2 separate regions of the Hordeum vulgare genome follow, and region 1 is linked to region 2. A link is a contact called in public Hi-C data. All regions are on one chromosome and are shown on one strand. Each heading gives the region's core, a stretch centred on a gene start, on an enhancer-like site or on the middle of the called end of the contact. The rest is flanking DNA. Distances are from core to core; before and after follow the strand shown. Region 1 holds the start of LOC123426232 (RNA-binding protein CP33, chloroplastic). Region 2 holds the start of LOC123426231.

Region 1 (5,555 bases), core at 789-3,288, 250 kb before region 2:
GAAGATATATACAGATATCAATGACAACAATCAACTGTAACTTATTTCAAACTCCCCATACAACTCAGAGACGATGTACTACAACTCAGAGACGATGTACTAGACATCAGTCACTGGGAGTATCTTGCCATGATGACTTAACCAGAGATACAATGTCAATCAATCAAGCGACACACATATTATATAAAGGCATCAGATAAAAATTCAGCAAACTATATCATGTTCAACAATTATTCAGAAAAAAGAACTCACATATATAAGAAGTCTATGTAAATAACTGCTGTTTTGTTCATGCAACTGATTATTTTGGGGAGTTTGGCCATATAACATTCCAGGTTTCTTACTATTGCGTTGGCGAAGTGACTAGTTACAAGATCTGCCATCTTTTGACACAAAGAAAAGGTTGATTTAAGTCTAAAATCCTAAATTTAATGGTAAATGCAGGCAAACCATATTGATGTCAATGAAAGTAACCAGCTGAAACCTATTTCAAACTTGCTCAGCATGTCAAATCCAATGCAATCGAAGGCTACTTTATTAGACAATCGCAGTCACCATGACTTGACCAACGTTATAATGGAAATGCATCAGGCAACAAACATGGTGAATATGTAACCCATATGTAATCTAAAAGTATCAAGAAATTCTAAAGCAAATTGTGTATCTTGTCGTCATCGTAGTCACCAGGAGTAGTTCGAGAGATACAATGTCAATGCATCAAACACAAAGATGATGAGTATGTAACCTACTCCCTCCATTCCTAAATATATGTCTTTGTAGAGATTTCACTAGGGACTACATACGAAGAAAAATGAATGAATCCATACTCTAAAGTATGTCTATCAGGGACGTAGCTGCCTTGTAGGCATTGGGGTCAATTGACCCCAATGATATTAGTAAATCTTTCATTAATTCATTACTAAACACTATTTATTTATTAAGATAATTCCGGTATTATAGACATGACCCCAGTAAATATTTTTTCTAGCTTCGTCCCTGATGTCTATGTAGTGGATTTTCTAAAAAGACTTACAGAGGGTGTATCATATAAAAAGCATCCAGAAATTCTTCAGTAAATTCGGTATCATGGCCAACAGTTATTGGAAAAGGAACCTTATTTCCCCACAGGGGGATAAAAACTAACCTCATGCGCCTCAATCAGATCATAACTCATACTGAACAAAAAGCTACCACGAGCTGAAAAATCTAAATCTAATCCCCCAGTTGTTAGTTACCCAAAGACAAGGACTCTGCCTTGTGGACGATTGCCTCTTCCTTCTTCACCCCCTCGGCGGCCGTGGAGGAAGTAGCCTGCTCGACCACCACCTCCTTCTCATCGGCAGCGATGGCGGCAGACTCGACAGGAGCTTCTTCCATCTTGGTCTCATCAGTGTCCGGGGAGGGGTTCTTGTTTGTATCGGCGGTGGCAGCAGCGATGGCGGCTTCGGCTTGGTCGGAGACGGTCTGCTCAGCCTGGAGCACGGGGGCGTAGTAGTCGGCGTGGGCGTCCATGCACTTTTTGAGGTCGGCGGTGGCTTGGGAGCAGCGGTCGAGCATGTCGGAGCCCTCCTTCTCCGCCGCCTGCACGCACTCCTCCCACGACACGAACGCCTCCTTGCAACCTCCACCTTTCATGTACAGGCAGAACCCGCACTCCCCTTCTTCCTCCCCATCCGCCGGCTCTGTCTCGACCGCCGCGGCCGCCTCCTCTCGGCTGCCTCCGGCGCTAGACGACTCCTCAACGACGTCGGGATCGACTTCGGACGCTGCCGACGCCATTGCAAAATTTCTCGCACGAGATTTGGATTCGGTGAGGAAAGGAAGTGTTTGGGGTCTCGGGGCGGCGGCCTCTGCTTCTTGCGGAGGAAGAAGAAGAATTGGTGACGGTGACGGTGCCGCCGCCGCCGCCGCTTGGTGAGAAAGAATTGGTGTGTTCGGACACGGAGAGGGGGTCTTTAGTGGGCCGGAGTTTCTCAAGGCCCGGACTAGGTGAGCCCAGACGATAAGTATTGGCCTGTTTAAGCCCCTACCCGGCATAATATGGCTGCAGGAGTAGAGGATAAGGAAAGAGACCGAACACTGACACACCACAGCACCAAAGCTCCTCGCTCCTCCACGGCCATGGCCACCGCCGTCGTCGCCTTCCGCTCTTTCCTTCACCCCACCGCGACTGCCGCCGCCATCCCACTCCCTCCTTCTCACTTCAATCTCAACAACTTCCAGGGACACTGCATCGGGCTCCGCCTCTTCTCCTCCCACCGTAGCCACCCCATTCTCCTGCCCGCCTCCGCCTCCGCCGCTTCCGGCCAAGAGTTCTCTTCTGACGGAGAGTATTACTCTGAGGAGTACGTGGAGGAAGAGGGCGAGGAGGCAGAGCCCGAGGTCGAGGCAGTTCGCGGTTACTATCCTCCGAGAAACCGGCCGGCACTTGGACAAGAGCCCGGGCGAATCTACGTCGGCAACCTGCCCTACACCTTCACCGCCGCTGAGCTCACTGCAGCGTTCTCCGAGGCCGGCAGCGTCGACGATGTCCAGGTACTCATCAAAGATCAAACTCAAAGCACGCGAAATGCAATCCAAGTCTTATCTTCAATTTGTGCCTGTCTCTGTCTTCCGGGCGCGTATGAATTCCTGTCCACGGTTTGATGATTGCGCTCCTGCAGATAATCTATGACAAAATCACCGACCGGAGCCGCGGCTTCGCCTTTGTCACCATGGCCACCGCCGAGGAGGCTGCCAAGGCCGTCCAGATGTTCAACGGAGCCGTGAGTTCCGCACTAGTTGAACCAATTCTTCTCCACTCCACATGAAAGCATGTTCTTGTTCTTGGCCATGAATGCATGTGTCAATGCAGCTTCTTCTCCATTCCACATGAAAGCTTGAGCTTGTTCTTGTTCTTGTTTTTGGCCATGAATGCATGTGTCAATGCAGCTTCTTCTCCATTCCACATGAAAGCTTGAGCTTGTTCTTGTTCTTGTTCTTGGCCATGAATGCATGTGTCAATGCAGCTGCTGGGAGGGAGGACAGTCAGGGTGAATTTCCCGGAAGTGCCGCGAGGAGGAGAAAGGGCAGTGGCATCGGCAGCGGTTGCAAGGACTAGCTTGCGTGTTGTTGACGATGGGACATACAAGGTTTACGCCGGCAACCTGGGTTGGGGTGTGCGGGCTGACGCACTCAAGACGGCATTTGAAGGGCAGCCTGGCTTGGTTGGTGCCAGGGTAATCTTCGAGCGTGACACCGGTCGTTCGAGGGGGTTTGGCTTTGTCTCCTTCCACACCATACAAGATGCAAAGGCTGCCTTGCAGGCCATGGACGGAGTGGTATGTCTTTCTTGCAACCTTAGAACCAAAATACCCACCACATCCACCACTTCACTGGATTACCATGGTATAATAGCATAAGTAGAACAAAACAGCAAGTAATTGAAAACTGAATTATGAAATGTAGAAACAGGGTCACCAGTATGTTACTTTGTTATAGTTTGTAGTACTTCCTTCATCTCAAACTAAGTCACTCTACTTTATACTAACTTTAGTACAAACTTAATACAAAGTTGAATCACTTAATTTGGGACGGAGGGAGTATTTCATAGAGAAAAATTAGTCAATCTACACCTAATAATAATAATAAAGAGCCTATTGCTTCCGTCGAAAAACCCACCACGGCATTTTTATAAAAAAGCCTCTGTAATTTTTGTTATTCAACCCGCGCTCCATCATTTATCTACAACGTAAAAGGAAAAACGATCGCTGCAAAAATTATACTCGTACGCATCGTCTCCTCCCGTCGACCTTGAGCCACCCTGGCCTGTGCCCAGGCCGCCGCCACACCACTCGCCGCCGCGGCCGACCTCAACCGCCACGGCTGCCGATCTCAACCCACCCACCTCTGCGGCCGTACCTCTCCCCGCTCACTGCCCCCGTTGCGGCGCTCGAGCGCATCGCGTCGACCCTGGTCCACCCTCGCGTGTGCCCAGGCCGTTGCCACACCACTCGCCGCCGCCGCCTACCTCAACCACCACTGTTGTCGATCTCAACCCATCCGCCTCCGCGGCCGTACCTCTGCCTGCTTGCTGCCCCCGTTTCGGCGCTCGATCACAGCTTCTGGATCAAATCAACACGACAGCTACAGTGACTGGATGAAGAACGGCGGCGACGCGGCGGAGCGAAGTACTTGCAGGTGGAGGCGGGCCTCCATGGCTCACACGGGGAACTCCGAGGTTATGGCGCGGCAACAGTGACTCCTTATGGCATGATAGAGGCGCCTAACCCTTGCTCCCCTCATCGTATCCCCTCCTTGGCAGGAACTCATCATCTAGTGAGATCCCCTCCCCATGCCTCCAACCGTGTGCCAAGCACCGGCAAGAAATTTTGTTTTGTGGGAATTTGTTTGCTGATGAATGAATGTATTGAATGTAATATTGTATTGTTGTGAAGACAGAGAATGGAACACCACCTTCAGTTTGTCATCTGATCCCACATTCTCTACTCCATGAGTGAAATAAGATAACAGTCCATTGATCAATTCACGTAGCCTCTTTGTTTTGCTTTGCTCGTCCCGTTCAATTTCTCGTCATGGTGGAATTAACAATGGATGGGTTGATTTCTCAAAAAATATGATAGAACTGACTACATTAGTTAGTTAGCTTATTATTTTAATAAATCAAAATGATTATAACAAAATTAAAAGCGTGTGATATTTTTTTCTCCTATTGCAACGCACGGGCCCTTTTGCTAGTACTGATAGGTCAATAATCATGTTTGAACCAAATATAACTTATCTGTGTAGTATATGCATGGATAACCATACTTTATGCACAAATGGGTACCCTATGATCTCTCAAACATGTTCAATTTGACCACATCCACATGGATCCATCAGTGAAAAAAGTGGTCGGTTGACATGTCTCATGGCAATGCAGGAACTGGATGGGAGGCCACTCCGACTTAGTCTGGCAGCACAGAACCCTCCAGCTGGATCAACTCCTAGCACAGCGCAGTCACAGCAAGAAAAAACAGCCTCACGTGGATCTGAGGCTGAGCCACAGGTCGACAATAACACTAGTACTTCAGGACAATTTGGAGGCGAGATGGAAAAGAGCAACTTACAGGCAACTGCCAGCTATTAGTAAAAACTAATAGACAGGTAGAGATGATTCAGTTGTAAGCTTGGGGCACCGGTTCACAAAATTCTGCCGTTCGAATTCAAGATGTGCTGGTCTGAGCGAAAATTTTGACGCAAAAGTGGGTTCCAGCTACGCACATTAGATTATTATTAGACTCTTGTAATATATGTTGCAGAAATATCTGGATCCAAAGTGCTTCATGAAAACATGTTGAATTCAGTAGAGATGTTTTGTATATTGTACTGTATAATATAGAGTACTAGATTGACTAATGGGTTGTGCCTTTCCGTGAAATAAATTGGAATGATACCCAGGGTGTTGGCTACTCTCAGTTTTGCTTTTGGGCTCTTAGCTCCTTTATCTGTGGAATTGTTGCCACACAAAAGGCGGTTTGAATTATTACGGGTTATCCATTTTGACAGATATGTAC
Region 2 (5,724 bases), core at 943-3,442:
GCACTTTATTATTACTAGCAAAATGGCCCGTGCGTTGCCACGGAAGAAAAAAAACATAATCTTCAATGATGGTGACCACATTATGTTCACATATCATTGCTTAATTTAAAAATTTTGTGCACAAATGCAAGAAAATGTTTCTTCTTTCAAATTTATTCACAAGTTGAAGCAATCTTTCCATTTTCAAAAAATATATATTATGGTTGTCAAAAATCTTGGTAACTCAAAGATTTATTCTGAATTTCAAGTTTTTTTTAAAAAAACATACAATAATAATCCGATCCATCCAACAGTTAATTTTTAAAAATTCACACACGTATATTGTCACATAGATTTAGAAGCATTAATGTTTAACTACATACATTAGATCTTTTGTGAACAATTTTACAAATATGGAAACCATTTTAAAATAGAGATTTTTTTTTACAATTTACAAACATTTACTAAAAATCATGAATATTTTTAATATTTCGAACGGGTTTAAATATTATTTTTTGAATTGGTGACCAATTTAAGAAAAGACGAACATAATTTTTGGTGTTGGAGGATTTTATTTTAAATTCACAAACATTTTTTAAAACGCATGAACTTTTTCTGAATAAACAAACATTTTTATAAATAAGTAATATATTTATTAAATTCATGGACATTGTTTTGGAATTTGTAAAAAAAATATAAAAATCCGGCGCTTTTTTGAATCCTATTTTTAATTCAAAATAAAAATTCGTCAGCATTTTAATTAAAAATTCCTATTTTTTAGTATGCAATTTTTTTTGTAATTCTAAATTATTTAAATTATAAATAAACAAAAATGGAACGGAAAATTTTGAATAAAAAAAAGAAACTATCAAAACAGGCATTAGCTATTTTTAAAATTTTAAGACATTTTTTAAATGCATTAACATATTTTAAATTAGAAAGCATTTTATTAAATGCCTTTAATAATTTTTAATACATGTAATTGTATTTGAGATCATGGACTTTTCTTATTGTACAAACATTTTTCTAAAATTGCAAATATTTTATTGTATATGCGAGTAATTTTTACAAAACTCCGAGCAGATTTTGAAGTCACAAACACTTTAATTTTTTAAATATGTTAATTTATAATTTTGAGTTTATTATTTTTTTAAAGATTATTTGAAGTTCTAAATTATTTAAAATAAAAAAAATAAAACGGAACTGAAAGTAAATAAATAAACGGAACTAAAAGCATACGCCTGTGCATGGCCGGCCCTTACGGTGTGTTGGATATTCTCCGAGCGTGCAAAGCGTAATATATGACGTTTTTACATGGGCCGGCCCAGTCCAGCATTTTTCGCTTTGTAAAACGTTTCTATTACTTACCAGTGGCATGGTGGGTAATTTATGCAAACTTTAGGGATAATTTTCAAGACGGACGACCAAAAACCGTATTTGCTTTATTATTAACTAGCACAAATGCCCGTGCGTTGCAACGGGAGAAAAATAAAAAAGACACGTACGTAAGGTCTTAGATTATAAAATATGTACAAAGAAAGAACCTAGTGCAAGTATATCATGTACAAAGATTATAATTTTTTTCAAACATTGATGCTTAAGTTAACATGTTACAATACAAATAGTCGGTACGAAATAAAGACAAATATTGATTAGCATTGTATCCTAAATAGTATTTTTTTAAAATATTTAATATGTAAAATAACAACATATTCAAACTCTACACATTTTTCTAATCAAGTTTCATATATAACATGTTTAAATTGGATTTACGGTTTAAAAGATATTGTTATTTGAAAATACATATTTATTCTGAATGGACTTCGAGGTTATTAACGCATATGTGAGGGGTGTATGTAAAAAATTTAAAAAACGATTCGTTCTGAATATAACTTGGACTGCGGGTTATTTAGCATGAAAGTAAGGGGGTTTTATGTAAAATGTGAAAAACGGTTTAGCCTCACTTAAAAACGTACCGCCGGTTAATTAGATGAAACTATAGGGGTGTTTTTGCAAAAATGTCACGACGGACGTCAGAAGCAATGCATGCTTTATTATCAGGGGAGAATTAAATTAAATTATTGAGGAGAGATTAGGAAAGATTCTTTATTTTTTTCTGTTTAAACCCGTAAAAAAGTTAATTTTAAAGATTTAAGAATTTAAGGACATTACTAGTGATAGTGATGCTGTAAGTCTGATGGTCTGACCCAAACCGAGACATCCGTAAGAGGCGAAGGCAAATTCAACCAACTTGTGCGAGGGATGGCGCACGCCCTCGCCCAGGCGCTCCGCTCGCTGCTCGCTAGGTGCTCGACCAAATGTCCTCGCGCCGCCGTGGCTGCCGCTTCCTCGTCCTGCCTCCGCAGCGCCGTTCGGCACGCTTCCTACACCGCCTGCCCCAGGAGCATCCTTCCTACTTCATGCGGCGGGGCCGTATCCGCGGCGCAGACGCGCTTCGTGTCGAGTATAGCGGGCCTTGGCCCAGGCGACGAGGGCTCTGGGGAGGAGGAGGAGTGTGTGGCGGAGTGGGAGGAGGATGAAGACGAAGGGGCCGATGCTGAGGTATTTCGGCTGGCCTGGTGCACGCTCGCCCAAATGCTGCCCGGCCTGCTCTTGACTCCTTGGTACGTTTCAGATCGGTGATGGCGGCGACGGCGGCGGTGTCGTCCTGCGGGACGTCAAGTGGGGCGCGCGCGCTCTTTTGGCGGCCGAGGAGATTCTTGGCGAGCATTTTGGCGATGACATTGCCATGTTCGCCTTCAAGGTGTCGCCCAAGGGATACGTCTACGTGCGGCTGGACAAGCTCACCAGCAGGTTCGTGAGTTTACAACTGTCTGTCTAGTTGGAGGCAGGCATTTCTTGCTGGCTTTCATTTTCTCGCTGTAATGATGCACTTGCACATGAACAAAGTAGACTGTCGGTGTAAAATCACATCAGTGAATAAATTGTCTGCTGAAATGGTCATCCAATGCAGTTGCCTTAAGGCTTAATCAATGTCAAATCCAGTCACATCTCACAGCTGGCTCCTTAGACTTCAGCCACAAGCCATGTTCGGCTTCTCTTTAGTCGAAATGCGGGTTATTTTACTTATCTGTATTGATATGATTGAGTGTGGCTTCTCTCAAACATTCGTGGTTTTGATATTCATACTTTACTCAAAACCCGAAAACATTTTCTCCATATTGAATTAGTTAGGATATGGGTACCCTTAAAGTGAAAATCCAATGGCTGTATGATGTGCCATCGATGGGAAATAATAGAAAATGGTACCGGCAAGCATATATCATACAGTACTATTTGGTGCCCTTTGGCGGAAATTTAGAAGTGATAACGTTCTGGCAATTGTGTGTTTCACATAATCTTCAGTAACCCCTTTAATTTTGCCCATTGTCATTCCACCATGATGTACGATGACAATATAGGTAGCTCCTCTCTTTTTTCGTTCAGAGTTCAGTCTCCGATTTTTCGCCTGCAGCATGACATTTGTAAACTTAGACACTTCAAGTTTTTTTTAGAAAAGGAGGCATCGCCCCGGACTCTGCATCGAGTGATGCATGCAGCCTTTTATTAAGTATGAAACCAGTCTGAAACAAGTACAAAGCGTTCTTGAAAAAGAAAAAGATACAAGGCGTCTATCGCGCCGCAACCGGTAATGGAAATAGGCCTAGATGACTAGTCATCTATCCTATTAATATGTCGCCATCCAAACCGGTTGAAGATACCCCGAGCTACCATCTTCCATCGGGCACACCCAGTAACCAAAGGTTCCCTGGCTAGGAGTGAGTAAGGACCACGTGCGGATCAAGGCAGTAGCCCTGAAGATAACCTGCAAAAAGTGAGTATAGCTTTGTCTGTTAAACACTAAATCATTTCTGCAGTTCCATGCAGCCCATAATAGTGCACAGGTACCAACACGAATAAGTTTAGTATATTCAACATTGACCCCCATCAACCACGTCCCAAACAACATGTTAATGCTAGTAGGAGGGCTAATGTTGAACGCAATATGGATCGAGCGCCATATAAGTTTAGCCATAGGGCAATCTAGAAAGAGGTGTTTAATAGTTTCTTTATTCTGACAGAAGTTGCATCTTTGATTTCCTTTCCAATTACGCTTGGCCAAGTTGTCCTTAGTTAAGATAACTCCTTTGTGAACAAACCACATGAAGATTTTTATCTTAAGGGGAACTTTGACCTTCAATATATGCATGGATTTTGGAATAGGCGAAGAATCTATGAGGTGCACATACATAGATTTTACAGTAAATATACCATTAGTGGTCAACCTCCATTGAACTCTATCAGGGCAGTCAGAAAGGCTAATGTCCATCAGCCTTCTAACTAGATGCAGCCATCTAGTCCATCTGTCACCAATCAAGGCTCTACGGAACTGAATATTTAGAGGAGTCTCACTCAATACCGTCGCAACGGACGCCTGTCGACGTTGGGCAATATTGTACAGCTGCGGATACTGAAGAGCCAAGGGCTCCCGCCCTAGCCATGTATCTTCCCAAAATCTAGTTAATTCACCATTTCCAATGATAAACCTAGTTCTGTTAAAAAATGCTGTTCTAGACCTCATCAAACCCTTCTAGAAGGGAGAGTCACCTGGTCTCGTGGTGACCTAAGATAAGGTCTTGTGTTGTAGGTACTTGTTCTTCAGAATTTGTACCCACATACCTTCTGTTTTCACAGATAATCTGAACAACCATTTGCTAAGCAGACATCTGTTTTTAACCTCTAAATTCTCAATCCCCAAACCTCCTTGGTCCTTTGGTCTGCAGATAATGTCCCATTTAGTCAGCCTATACTTGGTCTTTACCTCATCACTCTGCCAGAAAAACGAAAAACCTAGACCGATAGAAATCCAACCTTTTTCGCACCCCAACTGGTACTTCAAAAAAGGATAGAAGAAACATGGGCATGCTTGATAATACAGAATTAACAAGTACCAAACGTCCTCCATAGGATAAAAGCTTGCCTTTCCAGCAGCTTATTTTTTTTTTCAAATCGGTCTTCGATACATTTCCACTCCTTATTTGTTAACTTTCGGTGGTGAATAGGGATCCCTAAGTACGTGAAAGGTAAATTACCATTTTCACAACCGAAAAGTTGATTATAAGTGAGCTGTTCTGCTTTTGCGTTTTCAAAACAAAAAAGTTCAACAACAACAACAACAACAACCAAGCCTTTCAGTCCCAAACAAGTTGGGGTAGGCTAGAGTTGAAACCCATAAGATCTCGAAGCCAAGTCATGGCTCTGGAACGTGGATAGCTAACTTCCACGCACCCCTGTCCATGGCTAAGTCTTTGTCGATATTCCAAACCTTCAGGTCTCTCTTAACGGACTCCTCCCATGTCAAGTTTGGTCTACCACGACCCCTCTTAACATTCTCAGCACGCTTTATCCGTCCGCTATGCACCGGCGCTTCCGGTGGCCTCCGTTGAATATGTCCAAACCATCTGAGACGATGCTGGACCAGCTTCTCTTCAATCGGCGCTACCCTCGAAAACAAAACAGTTCACTTTTGTTAAAATTAATCTTCAGCCCAGATAGCTGTTCAAATAAGCACAAGATGAGTTTCATGTTTCTGGCCTTTTTAAGATTATGTTCCATAAAAAGGATCGTGTCATCTGCATACTGTAGAATAGAGACACCCCCATCCAGTAGATGTGGTACTAGCCCCCCTACAAGGTCTTCCTCATTGGCTCTCCTGATCATGAGTGCCAACATATCTGCAACAAT

What was found. Hi-C and Micro-C count contacts between places; a contact is called where the count stands out from the background.
Region 1: a Hi-C map of leaf shows a contact between it and region 2, with 3 times the contacts expected there. The contact joins the promoter of LOC123426232 here to the promoter of LOC123426231 in region 2. A contact is called at or near these places in 3 of 6 Hi-C or Micro-C datasets (leaf and seedling) and 1 of 1 datasets of contacts at active chromatin or transcription factors (embryo).

The regions. Positions count from the first base shown.
Region 1 is chr2H:345,944,889-345,950,443 of MorexV3_pseudomolecules_assembly, reverse strand. It overlaps LOC123426232 (RNA-binding protein CP33, chloroplastic), which reads left to right and starts at 2,038. Exons shown (of 4, transcript XM_045110031.1): 1 at 2,038-2,535; 2 at 2,664-2,765; 3 at 3,009-3,320; 4 at 4,922-5,397. The coding sequence starts at 2,041. The coding sequence ends at 5,128.
Region 2 is chr2H:345,693,727-345,699,450 of MorexV3_pseudomolecules_assembly, reverse strand. It overlaps LOC123426231, which reads left to right and starts at 2,192. Exons shown (of 4, transcript XM_045110030.1): 1 at 2,192-2,541; 2 at 2,615-2,793. The coding sequence starts at 2,242.